5 separate regions of the Mus musculus genome follow, and regions 2, 3, 4 and 5 are each linked to region 1. Evidence: chromatin contacts called from public HiChIP or PLAC-seq and promoter capture Hi-C data. All regions are on one chromosome and are shown on one strand. Each heading gives the region's core, a stretch centred on a gene start, on an enhancer-like site or on the middle of the called end of the contact. The rest is flanking DNA. Distances are from core to core; before and after follow the strand shown. Region 1 holds the start of Lrat (lecithin-retinol acyltransferase (phosphatidylcholine-retinol-O-acyltransferase)). Region 2 holds the start of Tlr2 (toll-like receptor 2). Region 3 holds the start of Gucy1a1 (guanylate cyclase 1, soluble, alpha 1). Region 4 holds the start of Map9 (microtubule-associated protein 9). Region 5 overlaps Map9 (microtubule-associated protein 9).

Region 1 (2,550 bases), core at 21-2,520:
AAGGAAAAAATCTCTCCGAGTCAAACTAGAAATAAAAGGTGTCTACCAGGAATGTCTTCTAGCAGGAATTTTGAGCCTATTTAAGTAAAGGGAATTCACTCTGTGCATCTAGGAGAAGAGAAAACTGGACACCTTCTTGCCAATTACCCTTCGTGGGAAAAGTTCCAAGTCCTTCAGTCTCTTGCCCCTGATCATTTGAACTACCTTGTGTGTGCAGACCAAGATGACTAGTACAGCAGTAACAAGCAGCACTTTGGAATCTCTGGAAGCAGCCTGTGTGGCCACACCCTTTTATTGCACATTTTGAAATAGCCTTTCTGCGAGGCAAACTGCCCTTTGTTTACCAGATCTCCCCTAGAAACACCAGAGCTTTCCTTACTTAATCTACAACTCCTAAGAATGGTATGGTGGAGGAGATGTCCAAAAAGCTCCCGGATCCCGACCCCAGCTCCTGCAAGTCTCCTCCTACCTTCTCAGCCTGTGGACTGATCCGAGAGCCATATCTGCAGTAAGTCACAAAGTGTTCGCAGTTGTTCCACAGTAGGCTGTATGGAGTCAGTCCCAACTGCTGCTCAGCTCTGCGTGCCACCTCCTCATTGAGTAAGGACTTCTTCTTGAGAGTCCCGTCTAGGTGATTGACTAGGATGTCTGCTCCGTAGGCAAAGTCCTCTACTGTGTCCACACGGATGCTAGCCACCTTGCAAATGACTCCCAGGAGGAGACGCTTGTTGGAGACCACCTTCTGAGTGCGTTCCTTGTCATTGGTCAGGGCCAACAGGATGTCAGGCATTAGATGGGCGACACGGTTTTCCCCCAGGTAGATCCCATAGTGGATAAAATGGGTCCGTGACACCTCCAACACGTCGCCCCGGACGAAAGAGCTGATTTCATAGGGACGGTTCTTCCCTGTGCCTCCTCCCGGGACGCTCACGCTAAAGAGCTTGAAGTTGGAAATAAGGAGCAGTTTCTCCAGGAGGAGGGACGCAGCTTCCAGCATTGGGTTCTTCATCCTAAGGCAACCAACCACTGGCTGCAACTGTTCTGTACGAGGTGAGCTCTCCGGATCGCCGCGCTGCAGCGCTGCTCACCTGCGGAGCACCGCTGCGGCTGCCCAGAGCCAGGAGAGCAAGAGATCAGAGGAGAAGCCAAAGTGCTTGGCTCAGCCACCCAGTGCAGGGGGTCAAAGAAAGGAAGTAGTGTCGGTCGGCTGTGGGAACAGTGGCACCCGCGCTTGAGGAGCTGAAGAGGTAGTGTGCCTGGGGGCGGTGCTCTGGGTGCGCTCTTCGCTGTGGCTCTTATAGAGGTGCAGAGGGCGGGCCGAATGCGGTCACAGGCCGGAGAACACGGATTGGGCACGGGCGTTCTGCACCCTGACTTCTCCTCGAGCGCTCTGCTTCACTAGGGAGACCTTTAAACAGCCAGCGTAGGAGAGATGCCAGAGGCGTGGCCGCGCGAAAGATCCTGCACCTGCCAGGAATGGAGCACCTTTCTTGGCGGTGAGAAGCGCCTTCTGTAAAATTTCGGTATGGGACCCGCTCTAACCGATAATAATACCGTGGCCCTCAGCTTACTAAAGAATTTGCTTTGATTCGCCAAAGTGCCGGCTCCGCGAATTCCTGCAGATCCTACTTAAACTGATCTTTGTCGTTTTAAACACGCAAGCATCCATGAGCTCTCAGGTGGCACGCGGAGAAGTGGAATGGCTCTCTGTTCGTCCAGTGCCCCAGCGCGGAGGATCGGAACCCAACAGTCTGGACGCTCCAAGGCTCCAGTGCCTGTTGAGCGCGCGCCTTCCAACGGTCATCAAAAAAACCCCAACGCCCTCCAGCAAAGCAGGAGTCAAGCCAAGTTTCTTTGATGTCAGGTCCCAGCTTCGCTTCACACAACGACTGGTAGCTTTTGGTAAAGAGCTCCCTGCCGTCCAGGGAGACTTAAGGAAAGAGAACGTTATGGTTCTGCAAGGCGGTGCACGCTTGCAGCAGAACCCAGGCACAGTCGAAGGGGGTGGGGGAGCTGCCTAAGGAGGCTGCTGGGGCTCTGCAGGGCTGGGCTTTGGGTGCTCAGACCCGCCTGAATTTCTGTGCTAATTCATTATGTAAATGAGTAAATTCCCCCAGACAAAGGCCACAAGCGCCACAAAACTAAGAAAGCTTAAGCTCCAGGCTATCTTTTCTCTCTCTCTCTCTCTCTCTCTCTCTCTCTCTCTCTCTCTCTCTCTCTCTCTCTCTCTCTCTCCTATCTCTTCTCTCTCTCTCTCTCTCTCTCTCTCTCTCTCTCTCTCTCTCTCTCTCTCTCCTATCTCTTCTCTCTCTCTCTCCCCTATCTCTTTTCTCTCTCTCTCTCTCCTATCTCTTTTCTCTCTCTCTCTCTCCTATCTCTTCTCTCTCTCCCCTATCTCTTTTCTCTCTCTCTCTCTCTCCTATCTCTTTTCTCTCTCTCTCTCTCTCTCTCTCTCTCTCTCTCTCTCTCTCTCTCTCTCTCCCTCTCTCTCCCTCTCCTCTCTCTCTCTCTCTCCTCTCCTCTCTCTTTGAGACAGGGTTTCTCTGCAGT
Region 2 (2,550 bases), core at 22-2,521, 940 kb after region 1:
CTTAAGCTTCACTTCTTTAAATGGGAGGGTGATTTTTCATTGGGCACTTATCCCGTTAAATGTTAACTTATAAATTTAGAACAAACAAACAAACAAAAACTTGGTAGCTTAGAAACTTCCAAAACATACTGTCAATGCCTGGCAGTTTTTGTATTCACTAATTAAAGGTTTAAGGTGCAAGTGTTCTTTGCTTAGAACAGAAAAACAAAACAAAACAAAACAAAAACAAAACAAACAAAAAAACAAAAAAACAACAAAAAACTTCGAGTGTAGTGAAATAAGATATTTTCCAGTACTCATAATATTTCCCTTTTGGGGAGGAAAAGGGTCTCTCCGTCTGAGTCCAGCCACCTTACCTACCATTTGCTCTTTGCTGAAGAACTTTCTGTCAGATCAAAAGCCTCCAGGCAATCTGAGCGTTTTACACCCGAAATAATATTTCTCCTTTTTGAAACTAGAAAAGCCTTTTCCTGACATCTAAGATGTAAACACAAGGTTCTCGTTTATAGGACTGAAGAAGTCATAAGATACTTATTAAAAGACTCCACTCACGCTTTGTCTGAGGTTTCGGTAAGTTGTTTTCTGACCGGTGATGCAATTCGGATGCTCCAGAGATGAACGAAAAGCAGAGAAGTGAAGCCCCTACACTCAGAAACAAGATCCTGGTCAGAAGGAAACAGTCCGCACCTCCTTGAACGACATCTTTTCCACTTCTAGGTCGCAGAGACTGCCGTCCAACCTTCACCATCAGAAACTATGATTGCGGACACATCTCCTGCCAGTGACCGCCTGCCCGGAGCCTGGGGACAAGAGAGGGGTGGACTGGATGTAAGTTGGGACAGCGTCACCGTTCACCCTAGCTTCCCAGGGTTCAGAGACACTACAGACACTCCCTTCTGTGACCCCAGGGCCAGAAAGGCTGTAAAGACGCAGATCACACAGCCGCGGGCTCTGGGACAGTGGCTGCAGCTCTCCGGTGGCCCCCTCTTCCCTGGGTGTCCCTCTTCCTGCAGGGATCACAGCAGGAAACAAACATCTGGCCCCAAAGCTGATCCGCCCGGCTGGGGGCGCAGGTGCTTCACTTTGGAAACCAGGTCCCCGCACAGCACAGCGGCCGCCCCGGTCGATTCGACCCTGTCCGGGGAGGGGTGCAGCAACCCGGCAGCAGGACCGATCCACCTACCTAGGAGTCCTCCAGCCGCCGCTCCCCGTGCCCACTAGCCATCTGGGCACCAGCCTAGGAAGACTGAAGACCTGGAAGTGAGGGAAGGGGATGTCCCCAGGTCAGGGCCCCGAACTTCCCGGTCGCCAGCACCGCCCCCGGTGCGGCAAGCGCCGCCCACAGGGGTCTGCAAGGGGAACGGAGCCTGGCATCAGAGCTGGCAGGAGCCACAGGGCAGGCAAAACAGAACTGAAAGTCCAGAGGCTCCGTGTGGGAATTCCCCAGGTGTCCTAAAGAGAAAGCTGCCTCCCAGCTCGCCTTTTGGCTGAGTTGAGCTGCTGCAAGGATTCTGGAAGGAAGAGGATATTCTGAAGAGACGCACTCTCTTTGGTTATTGGAATGCTCCAGCTAGGAAACGTTAAAAAATTACAGCCCTGTGCCAGTCACAGGGAGTTTTTATCAGTTCACCATGAGGAAAACACTGGAGGCCTGGACAATGATGGCTGAATGACTCGGGGGGATAGCACACCTTGACCAAAACTGCCTACTTATGGATTCTTTCTGTATTATCTAAATCTAAACCTGTGGTGACAGGATGCTGAACTTAGGATGGGGGCGTCGTACACCCTCATTATTTAGTTGTCTTCCTGATGTGGCTACACTGAATAGCTACTTTTCTGCTGTCTACTGATAATCATTTAAATACCCTATCGAGGCCCAAAAGGATAGGCTAGACAGCCAGGGCTGCCAAGACCCAGGTCCTAACTCTAACTACTCTAATCTCAGAATCTCACTTCTCCCTCAAACACATCTTTTGAACTCTTTTGCTATCTCTCCATCCTCAGAGGTTGCAACTTGGGCTCAGGAATATTTTCTCTTTCTCCTCCTTTTCAACACTTTGTCCCCCTGCCCTTATGTCTCTGGGATCCATTTCTGCTCAGCATCTGATAACAGAGTCTACCAGCCTCCATGCAGACCTGAATGGCAGCATTGTGCTTGGGATATGAATGGATAAGGATGGCACAGATATGTTTCTCTTTCCTTGGCCCCCAGAACAGCCCCCCTTCTAAGCATGGGGAAGATTCGGGGCCCCCACTTCTATCTATGGCTTTGAAGCTAAGTACTTCCCTTTCTCTATCCCATAGCTGCATCGCAGAGTGATTCTGAAAACAGCGTAGATTGGTTTGCTTCATGGTGGAGATGTGGCTCCATATTCCAGTTGTAAGGGGAAACCCCCTACTTTAAAACAAGTTAATCACCTGCCTCGGGTGCCTGTGATCCCATTTGACCTCGGCAAGGCGAGATTGGATGCAGAGCAAGCAACCTTACCCCCATTTTCACAAGAAAATGTCCTGTGAATCAGAAATAGCAGCTGAGATTTGAAGTCA
Region 3 (2,550 bases), core at 19-2,518, 760 kb before region 1:
AACACTGTGGACCCAGGACAGGCTGTCAACTCAGATAGGCCCGGGAGAATGTTGTGATGCCTGGCCATTACCTTCCAATGCATCTCAGTCAATAATAAGAGAAAAGCAGCTTAGAAGCAGTCACACTCACATACCCTTTGTGCAGGCACACTTTGCTCTGGTCCCAGCAGTGGCTGGAACTTTGCAGTTTGTATACTCTGGGGCTTTGAGCAGCTCCTCCATCCTCGGAGGAAAGCCCGCATGAGGGCCACAAGCTGGACTCTTAGGTCCTGGCGTCCTTGAATTGCTCCCGAGTGAAGGATGCCACCCAGCTGCCCAGGGCTGGCGGCCTTGCGTGGGAGACAGTCGCCCACGCCTCGCACGTTCCCACTGCGGGACCACAGAGCTCAGCCATAGCTGCTCCCTGACCGCTATCCCTCCCGGGAGTCCCTTCCTCGCTTCTCCCCAGCGTGGGAACAGTGATCTTGCTTCCCAGGGGTGAACGAGATCAGGGGAGGGTGTGGGAAAGGATTTAGCCAAGACTTGGTAGAGGGCTGTATGCACAGGGAGTCCCGGCCGGCCAGCGAGGGCACCGCTATCACTTACTTAGTGATATCCAGACCTGGGGACCGCAACCTCCTGGAGCTGCCACCCAGCAGAGCACAGCCGCACTAGATCACAGATGAAGGGCGGTGGCGCTGGTGATGGACTGAGAGGTGACACTGGAGTCGCACCTGTCGGTCCCGAGCGGGTTCACCCAGGGCACTCAAGGCCACACAGAGCACATCATGGTTAACCTGCGCTAGTGGCGCGGAGGGACCCACGAAACACCCCCAGAGCTGGTTCCCACCGTGCTGTAGTCACTTCTCGCCTTTGTTTTTCCCTGCCATGACCCAAAGAATTCTAGTCTGTCTCTTCCCTGCCGCACAGGACTTCTTCCCACGTCTCAGTACCGTGCCTCGTCCCCTTCTCCAGTCCCCAAACAGTAGAAAAGCAAACAGCTGAGCGAACCCACCATGATGCGATCACAGGAGGCCAGGGGCATCGGGCCAAAGGTGTCTTTGCTCCGCTGGCTCCCCAGGCTGTGCACTGCTGCTCTTCGCCTTGGGGTCCGGTCCGGCTGGCAGGCACTGGAGGAGGGCTGCCTAGAAGGCGGTGTGTGAGAAACCCGCGGCTCTGAGTCCCTCCCACTTCTCCCAGGCTCAGCTAGAGAACTGAGTCTGCTCCCGCCCAGTCGCCATCCTCCAAACCACCAAAGGCAGACACACACACACACACACACACACACACACACACACACACACACACACACACACACACACATAGCAGGGAAGGGGACAAGGAAGAGAAAAAAAGAGACTCTAAGAAAAGTTGAAAAGTTGGCACATTAAAACTAAAAACATTTTCTCTAGTACAAGCTGGTGCAGAACCACTGTAGTTTCCTGAATCTGAAACCTGGTGGGGAACTTTCTTTCTCCTTGGGTGGCTTTGGTGGCCTGGCTTTTAGGTTTGAGGCTACTCTACTCATTTCAAAGGTAATTTTGTGGTCACAAGAATATTTTTTTTTTTTTGAGTAAGGTCTTGCCTCTATTTGGTTCACTACACTCAGCCCTATTTGCTGTTAATGCATGTGTGTGTGCATAACTGTTCTTTTATTTTTAAATCATTGTTCATACACACATATGTGTACACACAAAAATGCACACACACACACACACACACACACACACACTTACTCCTGGTGTCTTTTTAATCCTCCAAGTCCAAGAAGTCTAAGACAAAAAGTTATCTTGACATATCTACTTTCGACTCATCATCGACTCTGGTCTCACTGAGGAGGCCCCACTCATATGAGAAACGTTTTGTCCAGTGAAAACAACCATAAGAATTGTCCTAAAGAATGGATGGGAGTAGACAGAAACAGAATTAGCCAGAAATGCCAAGACAGCTACAGGAACCAGGGAAACTTTGGCCTTAAGATGGAACCAAACCTCGTAGGTCCTTTGCTGGTTCTGTTTTGGGTTTTGTTGTTATTTTCTTGTCATTTCCAAAGCTTCTCTTACTCCCAGAGCAATTCATGAACTTCTCTTAGTTCAGCAGGAAAAGTGAAATCTATTCTCAGACCATGAACGTAAGGCCCAAAAGGAAACAAAAACAAAGGGACTCATAATGTAAAGCAGCCAGCCCTATCAGTTTTAAAGTAAATAAAACATGACAGAAACATTCATGTGGGGGGGGGGGCATCCCTCTGACAGATAAAATGTTTCTGAAATAATGGTGTCAGTGTGGGATCTTGAAGGGCCCTTCAGTTTTGCAAGAGGATATGTGGAAGGAACTGCTTGTTGGTAGCAGAGGAGACTGAACAAAGGGCCACAGGCAGGTGGCAAGGTGGTGGTGTGGTGGCCAGGAGATAAGATGGGGTAGAAGGTAAAGGTGAGTGGAGTGCAGGAGGATGCAGAGGGCACAGGGTGCTGTCTCTGCTGTACTGTTCATGTAAGGACTCCTGAGCTACCTTTCTACACTGATGTCCCTCTTTCCCATGGTCCTTCCCTTCTGAGATAGGACGTGCTG
Region 4 (2,550 bases), core at 18-2,517, 550 kb before region 1:
TATTTTTGTAAGTCATGCCTACATTAAAGTTATATCAGTTAAATGAATACCAAATGAATAGAGCCCTTACACATTATCTAAAAATTAGTTCTTCCCATTTGGGTACCCGCCGTGGGTACAGGGCCTTTATCAGAATCATAGATGTTAATAAAATGTAGGATAGAAAAGCTAACAGTAACTGGTGAAAATAGAAAATCTTTTCCTTATGCAGATATTCACTTAAAAATAGTTAAAAACAACATAATTAGCCAAAACAAATTTACCAACCAAGAACAAGTTGAAAAACTTAAACTAGGCTTTTTAAAGGAGTTATTGCAAATATTACTTAGAAACCTTTTTCTCACTGAACTTCATATTTGTTTTTGTGTATTTAAAGATCTATTTGTCAGGGTTATTTTTTAAAAGAAACATTGTGGAGATACAGAAACAAGTTTAGTCACTTGTTAATGAATTGATTTCGACATACCTTTTTCAAGTTAAAAATAGATGAAGTCTGTGTAACTTTAAAAGTTTAAGTGTTTTGTGTATTAATAAATTATTAAATGGCAAAGATAGTGATACTGTCAGCAGTACTTTTTCCAGCCTTCTCCCCTGTGTTTTATTTGCTGACTTCTTTTTAACCAGATTATCTACTAAATATAGAAAGGGTAAACTTTTCACCAAAGATGTAAAACAGGCTCTGGGCTGTGTGTGCTTATGGGATACTTTAGCACACACACCCCTACCCCTACTCTCTGCCTCCTCCTCCTCCGCCCCCCCCCCCCCAACTGCATTACTTACAAGAAACGCTCCTATGTAATATTAACTGAATGCGATTCTAAACATTTCCCAATATTTCGCTATATATTGTATTCGGTATTCACTGCAATCCTTTAAGGAGACAGTCTTATTAGTTTCTTATCAAATCATAGAGATCTTATTTTGCATATTCCAAGAATCAAACGTGCAGTTTAACTCCGACGATTGCAAACGTCACTACTACGTCGTTCTGTTGAGTCCGCTGACACTGCACTGACTCACGCATTCCACGTTCTAACTAGCAAAAGGAAGCTTTGCATCGTGGTCACGCAATACCTGCCTATAAACAAGGACTCTGAGCAGGGGCAATCAAGGTTCCTTGTGGCGTGATGGCAGAGGGCCGGTCTTGTTTCCTAGGTAACAGCCATTGCACACAAGCTGATAGGGCACCGCGCTCCCAACACCTCCACCAGTGATGTCACTTCCTTGGTCTGTGCGGTTGTCCCAGCGACGCCGGCGGAAAGGCGGTGTTGGGTACCCAAGAGACCAGGCGGTTGGAAGTCACTTCCTCCCGGGGACGCTGTTGCCTAGCAACCGCCTTCTGCCTCCATCTTTTGCCCCGCCTCCAGGTTATTCCAATACCTGGTTTCCCAGACCGCGAGGCCCGGGCCGGGGGCGACACCTGTGCTAGAGCATAGCCGCTGGGTTCTCAGGTGGTCACAGGGGCCCGGGTGCACGGGGAGCGGGGTGGATGCAGGAGGCGCGGGCCGTGGTACGTGGAGGAACGGAGGGGACCGTGCTGGGTGTGCGGGGCCCTGGCGCGTGCTGGGCCGGGAGCCGCGCGGAGCTGGGATGCGGACGCCGCCTGGCCAGCCCGGGGAGCTCTGGGCGGTGGCCGGCGATCCAAATGGGCCTCCGACGTCGCGCGCTGGAAGCCTGATGTGCTGCAACTTAGTGTGGAGATGTGTGTGTAACAGCAAACGAATGGTTTGGGAAAATGTCGCTGCTGCTTGTGGTTAAGCATCGTTTTGAATACTGTTATGTGCAAGCCATTTCCGGGGCTGGGAACCTTGACAGTCCTCTTGGTTGCAGCTTGAACTAAGTCGTGGTGGCGTCCGCAATGCTGTGTGTTTTTAATAATGGAAAGTGAAATTGTTTGGCAACATTTTGTTATTATGTAGTTCATTCATCCTTCTAGTGGATGTAGAACAGTAATAACTTCCTCATGGATTTTCTTTTCGTGAAAACCAATTTGTTGTGAAATTTTTATGTACTTAACATAAAACGCTCTTAACGTTTTTAGGTGAATATATTGTACAATGATTAGAGCGATTTCTCTTTGGAGCGGGGTTGTGGGGCACTAATCCCAGGAACAGTGTCTTGATCATGTAAAAACGTCTAATTCTTTAAAATATTTATATGTATATTTCAGCCACCATCAGAGGTTGAATGAATTATTTCAGTAATTTATTAACTGTTGTATAAAAGCAGAGAAAAAGGACACACCATGTCCGATGAAATCTTCAGCACAACTTTGGCGTACACCAAGAGTCCAAAGGCTACCAAGAGAACTTCCTTTCAGGTAAAACGCTGCAAAGCATTTGGTTTTGATTATGCTGCTGCCTAGCCCTTGCTGGTTCTCACAAGATCTGGCATGACGTGGGAGGAGTTCTTGCTTCACTGTTAGTGTGTTGTAGGTCATCTGTCAACTTTGGGCTCCAGTATTGAAACACCCCTCTCTGTAGGATCCTGTCTTCAATATTTGGTTTCTAAGTTGCAAGCCAAAGAGCGACTTCAGAGCTTGGCTCTCTT
Region 5 (2,550 bases), core at 28-2,527, 520 kb before region 1:
TGAGACTTTGTTAAATTTCACAGACCAATTTTCCTAATTTTTTCACAACTTCAAGAAAAATTCTTTTTGTTTTGTTACACAGAATATAATCTATTACAGAAAATTTTACTCTTGGATTTCAGTGTAAAATATTGATATACTTAACCATTATAGGAAATCATTTCAGTCTTACAATAAAGAAAGATGGTAAACATATGATTTTTCTTTCCTTTTCTTTTTTTGTTTTGTTTTTTTGTTTTGTTTTGTTTTTTTGTTTTGTTTTGTTTTGTTTTTGAGACAGGGTTTCTCTGTGTAGCCCTGGCTGTCCTGGAACTCACTTTGTAGACCAGGCTGGCCTCGAACTCAGAAATCCACCTGCCTCTGCCTCCCAAGTGCTGGGATTAAAGGTGTGCGCCACCACTGCCCAGCTAACATATGATTTTTCTTAAACAGCAATATTCATCTTCATGTTTTACAGTATTATTGGAAAAAGAATACTACTTTAGATAAAACATATTAATTTCGTGGTGGTTTCTTTCAACAAATATTTTAGAAGAAGATAAAAATTCAAGGTCATTTGGACACCTTATAGTGTCATATAACCTTTTTTTTCTTTAATTTCATAGGAGTGGTTAGAAAAGAAAAATGTGTATTTACATGAAATGCACAGAATAAAAAGAATTGAAAGCGAAAACTTGAGGATCCAAAATGAACAGGTATCACAAAGACAGAATCATAAAAGATGGAATTTTACATCGGCAAAATGTCTCTGAATATTTAATGTTAGTGAATGAACTATTTTTAAGTGGTACAATGGAGATATTGAAGAACTGATTTCATCTTTTTAGTTTGGGTTCAATCTCACTTTTACATTAAAACACATACATTGTAAGTTTTATGCGCATGAGCTATAAGCAGCAGGGCTGATTGTGAACTTAGGATTTGTGTGACCAGCAGATTCAGTCACAGAAATTGACTTTGATCAGAGTTTAGCCAAGAAGTTGGATGCTACACACTGCCTTTCAGTTTTCCTGTTCTGTTTTTCCAATTCCTGTTATGACCTCTGACCCGCATTCCCCTCACGCCGGAGATTTTTGTCCTGCCCCCACTGTGATTCGGCTCTGTTCCTCTCACCTGAGAGCCCCTGCTCTTCTCTCCCGCTTCACTGTACTGATCCACACTAACATAGGCGCACAGGGACGCGTTCCTCCACTGAGCAGCATGGGGCCAGGCAGTTCTTTGTGCAGCAGCCTCCAGGGGCTGCGCCTCTGAGTGCTGAGTGTGCCCTTGGGCTCTTTTGCTGCTGAATTAGGTCACCTCTGTGATGCAATCTAGGTCTTCTAAGGTTGAACCGCATTCGAGGCCTTAATGAGGCTTAGAGAGTAAATTCATTATGTTTGAATCACAGCAGCTCTGGTACAGCCCCTGCATGTTTTAGTGCTGTTCCCTTAGTTAACATTTGGTATATGTTCACGTTATAGGACAGTTCTGCCTAGCACCAAAACAGGGATCAAGCCAAGCATCACACCCAGTATGCCTTGGGCAACTTACCGTAGTTTATAATCTCTTAACTTTCATGATATTGTTACTAAACATTTTATAGGACCAGTTAGCCTGGCGTAGTTTATTTGGAAAACATTTATTAGCATCCTCCCAAGGTCAAAAGATGCTTCGTTCTCATGAATTCTAAGTAGGGCAACGGGACAAGTGCTTTGACATTGCAAAAAGCAGGGAATAATTGGAGGAACGATTTTTGTAGATCAGCTTGTTCAAATTATTCTCACTAAGTTAACTGCTTTGTCGCTTCCTTGTATGGTAACTGTTGAGACATTTAAAGGCAAATACATACTTCTGAATTTATGTATAGGCTTCGACCTCTGTGTAGACACATCATTGAATGCTTTTCTTGTTTTTTGGTTTTGTGTTTTTAATCAACATAGAAAAAAGCTGCTAAGAGAGAGGAAGCCCTGGCATCATTTGAGGCCTGGAAGGCAATGAAAGAGAAGGAAGCAAAGAGAATAGCTGCAAAAAAGAGGCTGGAGGAAAAGAACAAGAAGAAAACAGAAGAAGAAAATGCCATGAGGAAAGGCGAGGCCCTGCAAGTGAGTGCCCCCGGGGGTGGGGGTGGGGGGGCATGACTCTGCTCTCGGTGCCCTTCAGTGCTGGGCTTGAATGCAGGATTTTTTGTACTTAGGCTGATCTCAGAAAAAGCCATGGCAAGTAAAAGAGTCACTCTGAACTTTTTTAGGCATTTGAAAAATGGAAAGAGAAAAAGCTAGAATACCTCAAAGAGAAGACCAGGAGGGAGAAAGAATATGAAAGAGCAAAGAAACAGAAAGAAGAGGAAGCGGTTGCTGAGAAAAAGAAAGACAGTTTAACTGCTTTTGAAAAATGGTAACTCCCCCCACGATGCGCAGTTCGGTATTTCATGGTAATGCTTGAGGCTTCCCTAAGAAATTAGTTACTGCTTACAGGTCTCCTCCGGCCTCTCAACCTCATGGCTTTCAAAGCTACAGGAGGCCATCGCCGGCATATACTCTTCTTTAACCTCCCAGTGTTTCATGTTCTCCC

The links. Promoter capture Hi-C pulls out the DNA fragments that hold promoters and counts their contacts. HiChIP or PLAC-seq counts read pairs in DNA pulled down with a chosen protein or histone mark.
Region 2: a contact with region 1 is called in a promoter capture Hi-C map of second pharyngeal arch cranial neural crest. The contact joins the promoter of Tlr2 here to the promoter of Lrat in region 1. A contact is called at or near these places in 3 of 39 promoter capture datasets (cranial neural crest, frontonasal cranial neural crest and second pharyngeal arch cranial neural crest) and 1 of 9 other capture datasets (pancreatic islet).
Region 3: a contact with region 1 is called in an H3K4me3 HiChIP or PLAC-seq map of embryonic forebrain, with 4 times the contacts expected there. The contact joins the promoter of Gucy1a1 here to the promoter of Lrat in region 1. A contact is called at or near these places in 1 of 39 promoter capture datasets (hematopoietic stem and progenitor cells) and 1 of 115 datasets of contacts at active chromatin or transcription factors (embryonic forebrain).
Region 4: a contact with region 1 is called in a promoter capture Hi-C map of stem cell-derived epiblast-like cells, with 2.8 times the contacts expected there. The contact joins the promoter of Map9 here to the promoter of Lrat in region 1. A contact is called at or near these places in 7 of 39 promoter capture datasets (the HPC-7 cell line, cranial neural crest, embryonic stem cells and 2 more).
Region 5: a contact with region 1 is called in an H3K4me3 HiChIP or PLAC-seq map of forebrain, with 5 times the contacts expected there. The contact joins the enhancer-like site here to the promoter of Lrat in region 1. A contact is called at or near these places in 2 of 39 promoter capture datasets (neural stem cells and second pharyngeal arch cranial neural crest), 1 of 115 datasets of contacts at active chromatin or transcription factors (forebrain) and 1 of 9 other capture datasets (adipose tissue).

The regions. Positions count from the first base shown.
Region 1 is chr3:82,902,704-82,905,253 of GRCm38.p6, forward strand. Lrat (lecithin-retinol acyltransferase (phosphatidylcholine-retinol-O-acyltransferase)) reads right to left here and starts at 1,271. Exons shown (of 2, transcript NM_023624.4): 1 at 470-1,271. The coding sequence starts at 1,009. The region is part of intron 2 of Rbm46os (RNA binding motif protein 46, opposite strand); the gene reads left to right.
Region 2 is chr3:83,840,337-83,842,886 of GRCm38.p6, forward strand. Tlr2 (toll-like receptor 2) reads right to left here and starts at 1,272. Exons shown (of 3, transcript NM_011905.3): 1 at 1,184-1,272; 2 at 553-800.
Region 3 is chr3:82,144,678-82,147,227 of GRCm38.p6, forward strand. Gucy1a1 (guanylate cyclase 1, soluble, alpha 1) reads right to left here and starts at 1,269. Exons shown (of 9, transcript NM_021896.6): 1 at 995-1,269. Gm29921 (a long non-coding RNA gene) reads right to left here. Exons shown (of 9, transcript XR_867373.2): 8 at 1,971-2,091; 9 at 1,721-1,872.
Region 4 is chr3:82,356,805-82,359,354 of GRCm38.p6, forward strand. It overlaps Map9 (microtubule-associated protein 9), which reads left to right and starts at 1,268. Exons shown (of 14, transcript NM_001081230.1): 1 at 1,268-1,451; 2 at 2,171-2,320. The coding sequence starts at 2,246.
Region 5 is chr3:82,381,289-82,383,838 of GRCm38.p6, forward strand. Map9 (microtubule-associated protein 9) reads left to right here. Exons shown (of 14, transcript NM_001081230.1): 10 at 606-695; 11 at 1,920-2,081; 12 at 2,228-2,373. Among named protein-coding and RNA genes, the nearest start is that of Map9, 24 kb to the left of the region's middle. Within about 2 kb of position 1,278, at least 8 of the 459 cell types and tissues checked have an H3K27ac peak or open chromatin away from gene starts, as enhancers often do. A contact at or near this core is called in forebrain, where this site is marked.